2 separate regions of the Mus musculus genome follow, and region 1 is linked to region 2. Evidence: chromatin contacts called from public Hi-C data. All regions are on one chromosome and are shown on one strand. Each heading gives the region's core, a stretch centred on a gene start, on an enhancer-like site or on the middle of the called end of the contact. The rest is flanking DNA. Distances are from core to core; before and after follow the strand shown.

Evidence for each region. A called contact is a pair of places that touch in the nucleus more often than the background predicts.
Region 1: a Hi-C map of the C2C12 cell line shows a contact between it and region 2, with 2.3 times the contacts expected there. The contact joins two enhancer-like sites. A contact is called at or near these places in 1 of 15 datasets of contacts at CTCF or cohesin (the NIH/3T3 cell line), 3 of 484 Hi-C or Micro-C datasets (the C2C12 cell line, bone marrow-derived macrophages and nephron progenitors) and 1 of 115 datasets of contacts at active chromatin or transcription factors (acute myeloid leukemia).

Annotation. Positions count from the first base shown.
Region 1 is chr11:110,879,446-110,883,534 of GRCm38.p6, forward strand. No RefSeq gene overlaps it. Among named protein-coding and RNA genes, the nearest start is that of Kcnj16, 120 kb to the right of the region's middle. Within about 2 kb of position 1,741, at least 9 of the 459 cell types and tissues checked have an H3K27ac peak or open chromatin away from gene starts, as enhancers often do. A contact at or near this core is called in the C2C12 cell line and the NIH/3T3 cell line, where this site is marked.
Region 2 is chr11:110,602,903-110,606,941 of GRCm38.p6, forward strand. No RefSeq gene overlaps it. Among named protein-coding and RNA genes, the nearest start is that of Gm46300, 53 kb to the left of the region's middle. Within about 2 kb of position 2,284, at least 14 of the 459 cell types and tissues checked have an H3K27ac peak or open chromatin away from gene starts, as enhancers often do. A contact at or near this core is called in the C2C12 cell line and the NIH/3T3 cell line, where this site is marked.

The sequences.
Region 1 (4,089 bases), core at 491-2,990, 280 kb after region 2:
ATGTTCCTTTAAGCCATGTATCTAAGAGTCAGAGGGTTCAGTAAGCACATGATGCTCTTTATGCTTTTACTGTGCTTCGGTCTCCCATCATTTATTCGTTGATGAAATGACACGGACTGGGACTCCATTATTTTAACCCATTGTCTCTACAAATCACTTCTCACTAGTGTTATCTGTTCTGTGAGTACCCATTTCAAAGCACCAACTTTTCAATGAGTTAGAATGATATTAGGTACCATAATAAGTTACATCCTATAATCTCTGAGATCCAGCATCATTCATGCCTATTGTCAGATTATATCATTGTTAGAAATGCACCTTCCTGGACAGATCACCTTATATGTGTTTATTCAAGCAATCTGTTGCTTTCCAATTTATAGTTCTACTTTATATAGGCTTTCAAACCTTTTCCATGTTAGAGCCATGTGTGTAAAGAGACTAGGGATATTGGTGTGATTCTGTTAGGAGCTGGTCCTAATGGTCATGATTGGCATTATTGACCAACATTTTATTAGTCACTAGATGATACTGGGGAAAATGATATGAATTATCATCTTTTATGTGTGAGTAGTATCAGATATCAATGGGTTTGGTATCTATGTGCAATCTCTGTCATAATAGATGGTAGAGAAATGAGTAATTGGATGGATTAGTTAACATCTGACATGGTATATAGTATAATTTTTGGATCTATAAACTATTATTGAAATGGATGAACATTGCAAGTTATAAATGTTCAAATAATCAAAAAGTTTTGAGGTGTTTAAAGTATAATACACAGGTCACAGGTTATTCATGTGTTCAACCACATTACTAGATATTCACTATATAATATACCCAATGTTTGTTCTATGCTATTAAAGAAATTCACTTTAAATCTTCAGCCTCAGAATGAACCCCTCTTTAGCTTTACAGTGGGATGTATGTACGCAGTAGCTAAAACATGTGTATTCATTATGAAATCACGAATATTATATAGGAAAACAGAGATCGTCTACTACTAAGGAAACAAGACAGGAACAGTCAGAGTTACTAAGTAGTTCTATTTTTTTTAATTAAAACTAAGTAGATATTAAAAAGAAAAGCAGGTCTGGGGAGATAAATCAACAGTATAGAGCAGCTGATGCTGTTGCAGGGGCCCCGAGTTTAGTTCCTAGCATCCCTGTGGCAGCTCACAACCATGTGTAACTCCACTGCTAGGGGACTCTTTTCTGGTCCTGGTAGTCAGTGCATGTACATGGTATTTACATACTTACACACAGACAAAGTACCCACACATAAAGTAAAAATAAATACTATTTTTAAGTCCGTTTTTTGTTTTGAATTTTACTTTTTGTTTTGCTAAGGGGGTGCACTATCTCATTAAATTAGAGCTATTTTACGAGTGGAGAGTTATCAAAATGCTGAACACATGGCCCTGAAGAAGTAAAATGTCAGAGCTGTTCAAAAAGGTCAGTTGTTTGTCTAGTTCAGTGGAAAAAAAAGATATCTTGACATCTTAAACCCCAGGATGATGTTTAAAGCAAAAAACCCAGCAAAGCCATTTTCCCTCCCTCCAGTGGTTGCCATTGTTGATGCTGAAGAATAGCTGGAATGAAGAAGTGAAATGGTCAAAGTTTGTTTTTGAGATGCTGCAATGCAGCACTTGGGCGACCTCCCATGATACTAGGTCCCCGTTGGGTCTGACGAACGCAGACATTCATTAAGGCTTTCACCGCCAGCAGTTGGAGCTCATCCATTCCATGCGAGCAGACGAACCACAAGTATTTCATTCCGTATATCAGTACCAGAAGCTGGAAGCATGGAATGCACACAGCGTGCTTTGAACCTCATAATTGTTCCTTATAATAATAAATTCTTACATTTGAACCTGTGAGTTATCAAGGAAAAAGAAACACAAAGCCACTTTGGTTAGAGGATAGACTTAAAATAACAGGAATTATGGAGATGGAAAAATACCACTTTTCTTTGTTGGCCCAGGGATTTATGTTTGGGGAAAAAGTGATTCAGAGGTGAGGGCGTTTCTTGGACATTAACAAACCGTAGAACCATTTGCATCCCTGACAATAGATGGAGTGTAAATTGTCATAGGGTCAGGTTGCTGCCAAGAAAAACGAGGTAAGATGAGTAAGAACATTTATTATTGAAAGACACTTTACCTTTTGGTGGAAGGCGAGGACGATTGTGATTTAAACTAGGATGTAAGTATTGATTAGAAGTGATGTAGTCATAGAAACAGTAGGTTTCCCCAGACATTTCTGTGTACTCAATCCATGCTTATCAGATTCTGGGTCTTATACAAATAAACTCCAGATGGAAGAAACAACCAGACGTTTCAATGTTAGAACCCAATGACAAAAAGGAAGAAAGGAAGAAGGGGAGAAAGAAAGAAAGGAAGGAAGCAAGGAAGAGAAGAGGGAAGGGAGGAAGGGAGGAGGGAAGGGAGGAAGGAAGGAAGAAAGGAAGGAAGGAGGAAGGAAGGAAGGAAGGAAGGAAGGAAGGAAGGAAGGAAGGAAGAAAGGTATTTTTCCCCAAAACAGTAGAATTCAAAAGACAAACTAACGTTAATATCTGAAATTCCAACACACTTAAAAGTTTTAGGTTAAAACCTTCACATAATAATCTCAGCATTCAGAAAACCAAGACAGTAAGTTGGTGACTTTGAAGACACCTTGCATTCTATGGAATGTTTGGAGCAAAGTTTAGTACATAGGAACACCCTGTCAAATAATACTGACAAACTAGAGGTTATAGAAATAATCATTTAAATGCAAGAAGGCCTTGTCTTTTCTTGTGACTTTCTGCAATTTTGTGAGACAATAATAGGCTCACTGCTTGATGTGAGAGCCAGCTTATTAAGTGAGCAAATATAAATAATAAACATGCATGAAGAAAGATATTAAATTGTTCTAGTAATCAGAGATCACAAATTATTACAATTTTACTTCTTATAAGAAAATGTTAACATTTTTAAAAGATCATTTCAGGATTAACTATCCTTCACAGTTGAAAATATTGTAAACAGGACAATATGAAATAGGACAAAATAAAATTCATCTTTTCTTGCTCAAGTCCCCACATCAAGGCTTAGGGAATATGACAGAAGAGAAAACAGAAAAAAAAAAAAAAAAAAAAGGAAGGCATAAAAGCAGGAAGGAGGGCTGTGAACAAGATCAGGCCGCCATATTCATGACCTCACAATAGCAGTGGTTGCCTGCAGAAGACCTGCACAGGATCACACCAATCAAATTCAAGCAAGGATTGTGGGCAGGCTTACTAAGTCCCACCCTGTAGGAAGCCATTTCGGGCTGTAAAACTAAGACCCACCCTGTAGGAAGCCATTTCAGGCTGTAAACAGGCCAGCCGGATGGAAGTCTGCTCCAGGTAGTAAATAAGCCCATGTTTAGTAGATGGCCCTTAATCCCTGATTGGCTGAGCGAGCCTGCCTGGTGACGTGATGTGACCTGTGGTGATTGGTGGGGGGCATGGTTGTGGCTGGAGGAGAGAAAAACACTTGTAACTAGAGAGGCTGGGAGATTTGAAGAAAATAGCTGCCTGAGTAAACTACTTAAAGAAGAACCGGTGGTTGCATCTTTCTTGCTGGTTGCAACACCACCCCTAGCTGAGGTTCCTTTGTTAACTGATAGCCAGTGGGTGAAGGAAGTCATTCTTACTCAGAAGTTGTCTGTGCTCCTAGGGATGACCCCAACCTGTGTGCTTAGGAACAGCACTAAATAGACTTAGTAGGTTGTTGAAAAAGTAAAGATTTTTTAAAAAGTATTTTTGTTGTTGTTGTTTGTTTGTTTTTTTTCAAGACAGGGTTTCTCTGTATAGCCCTGGCAGTCCTGGAACTCACTCTGTAGACCAGGCTGGCCTCGAACTTAGAAATCCACTGGCCTCTGCCTCCCAAGTGCTGGAATTAAAGGCGTGCGCCACCACTGTCCGGCAAAATAAATAATTTTTAAGTGTATTGGAATTCCAGCTGTAAATAATAATTTTCCTTCTTTCTACTGCTTTTTAAAGCTTTTTTTTCCTTCCTTCCTTCCTTCCTTCCTTCCTTCCTTCCTTCCTTCCTTCCTCCCTCCCTCC
Region 2 (4,039 bases), core at 1,034-3,533:
CCCCTGTAAACGACAGATGCCTCCGACATATGCCCCTTGCCTAGAACTTGTTGGTCCCATACTGTATGTCCCAGGCTTTTCCAGCATACTCTGGACCGAGGTGAATTCTCAGGTTACCTATATGGCTCTAAACTTGGTCACCCCTCTTTCCTAGGTCTGAAATTGAAGACGTTGTATCATCAAATACTTTGGGGTTCAAGTCAACTATCTTAGAGTTGTGTGAGGGTCTTCTCACACTCCTTCCTTCATATACCACACTACACATCCATTCTAATGGCTCTTTCAACACTGAGGCTTATAAATCACCTCAAGCCATTGACTTCTTTCCAGCTTCAAGGTTACTACCAAAGTCTAAATGATCAGAATCGCTATCTGGTCTACCACAGTAGCCTGATAATTGATGTCTCTGTTTCTACTCCTACTGCTTTAGAGTCCATCATCCATTCATAACCACTTAAAAGGGACAGTTTAACATTGTTTAATAGTTTCTCATTGCACCAAGGATTGAACCTCAAATCCTTTACCCAGCCTACAAAACACCAACATTGAATATTTTCCTTTAATCATCCCACCTTGCTTTCTGCACCTTTAACGTAGCCTCTGCCCTCTAGTGATTATTTATTTCCAGGTTCTACTGGCTTATGCCGGCTCTTACTTTCAATCTATTTTTCCAGCTGGACCTTTTGCACAGACTCCTGCTTCCTCTAAGCCCTGATGTTATCTACAAGAAGAATGCCTCACAGTTACTGTCCAGTCATTTCAACTTTCTCTATTACAATGCTTCTATTGTATGTAACACTGCCCAATCAAGCATACTTATGGTATTATACAGGGAGGCCTTAAATATGTATTAAGTAACTTGTTGTCTGAACATTCCACTTGAAATTGTGGGTTCCTTAACAACAAAAGTACACAAACATTCTTTCAAACTGTTAGGAGAGCAGACAGCTTAAAGGAATAGGAGACCATCTTTATCAGTTATATCCAAGACAGAGAGCTAGTATCCAGGATTTACAATGAAATGCAAAATTAAACACCAGTAAAAAGAAGAAAACCAAATCGTGCAAATCAACAAATGGATTTTTTTTTAAAGATAGGATTTCTCTGACTGTCCTGGAAATATTCTCTGTAGGCCAGGCTTGGTTCAAACTCAGAGATCTACCTTCCTCTGCCTCCCAAGTGTTAGGATTAAAGGCATGTACCACCACAACTGGCTGAAATCAACAGTTCACAAGAGATATAGATCAGTGGTCAATAACTATTTTAAAAAAGAAACCAAAATCTTTAGTATTCAAGGGAATTTAAGCTAAACTACTTTGAGAAACCACCTGATTCCTGTGAGATTGGATAACATAAAACAGGAAATGCTGGTGGTGAAGATGTGGGGATGTAATGTGCTGATGGGAGTGTAGTGTATACATGTGCACACATACATATGAACACAGGAATGACTATAAATGTGGACAAAGCCTAATACAATAGAAAAAGGACCAAGAGAAGCTGAAGGTCAATGAACAGGAAGGTTGGGAATGGACAAAAGGACTCTTAGGACATGGCAAAGGGGAAGAGACCAGAAGAAGGGTCTCTCTCTCTCTCTCTCTCTCTCTCTCTCTCTCTCTCTCTCTCTCTCTCTCTCTCTCTCTCTCCCTCCCTCCCTCTCTCTCCCAATCTCTCTCTCCAAACCAAAACAAAAAACAAAAAAAACAAAAAACAAAAGAAAAGCATCTTGTTAAGAAAGATAAAGAAGGTAGGGAAGAAATATGAACAGAGTTAGGAAAACACATTTTAAAATGAATGCACTACCTTATTAAAAAATAGTTAACCTATTAGTTTATTTTTTGTCATAAGGCTTCACACATCCCAGGCTGGCTTTGAATTTTCCACGTAGCTGAATTTACAATCCAGCTGCTCCCACCTCCCAAGTGCTGAGATTACAGGTAGCCAGCCCCATACTCCCTTTCTGCAGGTGTTGGCAAGGGAACCTAGGGCCTCACTCGTGCTAGGAAAGCCCTTAACCACCTGAGCTACAATCCCAGTTACAGTTTTTCTTCTGAAATGTTAAAGCTGACATAAAGTCCTCATGGTCTGAGATGTGCACCCACTGGGAAGTGCCTACGTCTACAACATTCTTGATGTTTGTCCTAATGCTGGAATTGACATATTTTTCTATAAAAATAAGAAAACTGAGGTTCATCTTTTGCAGGGACATCATCATCTGTTCCTTGTTTCAAGAGTGTGAGTATTATTTACACGTCCTGGGTTTCTGACCCCTAGTGGTAGAGACCAAATCCATTACTCATGAGCCGCTCAATTTGCAGCCATTTAACATTCCAGATTCTCTGGCAGAGAGAGGAATAATGGAAACTTGCAATGTTTTCTCTCTCGGTTTATTTCTGTTCTCTTATTTCCCCTTTTTCATGTTCCCCTTTCTTCTCTGCCACTCTCTCCTTTTGCTTTCTTCATTTCTCAAGAATCCTTAAGGGAAATGTAGACCCGCTTTCCCAAGGCATCCCAGGAGTTTGGGATGGGGGAACACTGTATTAACATTGGGTTATTTCAAGAACTCAGTAAGTGTACTCCCCCAGTCAACCAGAGCCCGTTAAATGCAGGTGCCGCAATGTTTAATGAGGTTGACAGAGACTAAGGGAAGTGGCCGCCATAGGAGCCGCATGTGGTTTATCTACCAAGTGGCAATGATCCTTGATACCCCAGTGCCACTCCTAGGGCAGCAGATCTGTCTTTAATCTACTTGGATCACTGAGCAAATGGCTTAAATAAAATCTCTGCATGAGTGAGTCATGTCCTTCTTGGCTCCCGGATGGCATACCGAGGAGCAATGGTTTACTTTGTCTGAGTAAAAACATTAATATAAGAGAAACATTTTTGTTATGTGGTATCCTAACCCTCCTCCCCCCCAAAAAAATAAAATCACAAAAAGAAAGAAGAGACATATGGGCTGGAGCAGTGAAATTTGGATGAAAAAGTTCCACTTGACACGAGGAAACTCATGAAAAAAAATGTAGTAAATTTTCTTGGCAGAGGAGGGTAAAATGCAATCAGGAAGAAGTGGAAAAATATATATTTTTTTCACTGAACTGTGGCAGTGGATCTAACAGTGTTAGGCATGTAAAGAACTAATTCTAAGCCTCTTGCAGTTTTCAGTTAGATGAGATGCATTAAAAACCCTTGTGATCCATAGGGGTGGTGTTTCAGTGGCAGAGTCTGCATTGCCATGAACAGAGATGTTCATGTCTCTCTTCAAGGGAACTGGTTCACAGGAAGATAAAAATGCAGGTAGGATTGGTGTGGATGGAATGCACAAGTCTGTCCAAGTCACTATGGCATTTTCTCTGACTAAGAGCATCCAGGTTCTGCAGAATTCTTTCTTTCTTTCTTTCTTTCTTTCTTTCTTTCTTTCTTTCTTTCTTTCTTTCTTTCTTTCTTTCTTTCTTTCTTTCTTTCTTTCTTTCTCTCTTTCTTCTCTCTTTCTCTCTTTCTCTCTCTCTTTCTCTCTTTCTCTCTTTCTCTTTCTCTCTCTCTTTCTCTCTTTCTCTTTCTCTCTCTCTCTCTCTCTCTCTCTCTCTCTCTCTCTCTCTCTCTCTCTCTCTCTTTCCCTTCCCTTCCCTTCCCTTCCCTTCCCTTCCCTTCCCTTCCCCTTCCCCTTCCCTTTCCCCTTCCCCTTTCTTCCTTCCTTCCTTCCTTCCTTCCTTCCTTCCTTCCTTCCTTCCTTCCTTTCTTCCTTCCTTCCTTCCTTCCTTCCTTCTTCCCTTTCTCCCTCCCTCCCTCCCTCCTTTCTCTCCCTCTCCCTCTCTCTCCCTCTCCCTCTCTCTCCCTCTCCCTCTCTCTCTCTCTCCCTCCCTCCCTCCCTCCCTCCCTCCCTCTTTCTTTCTTTCTTTCTTTCTTTCTTTCTTTCTTTCTTTCTTTCTTTCTTTCTTTCTTAAGGCTTGCATATGTAATGTTTCCCACAGACTCACGATGGCCCCATTTGGTCGAGCTGTTTTGGGAGATGGTGGAGTCTGGGTCATGAGATCTAGTGGCT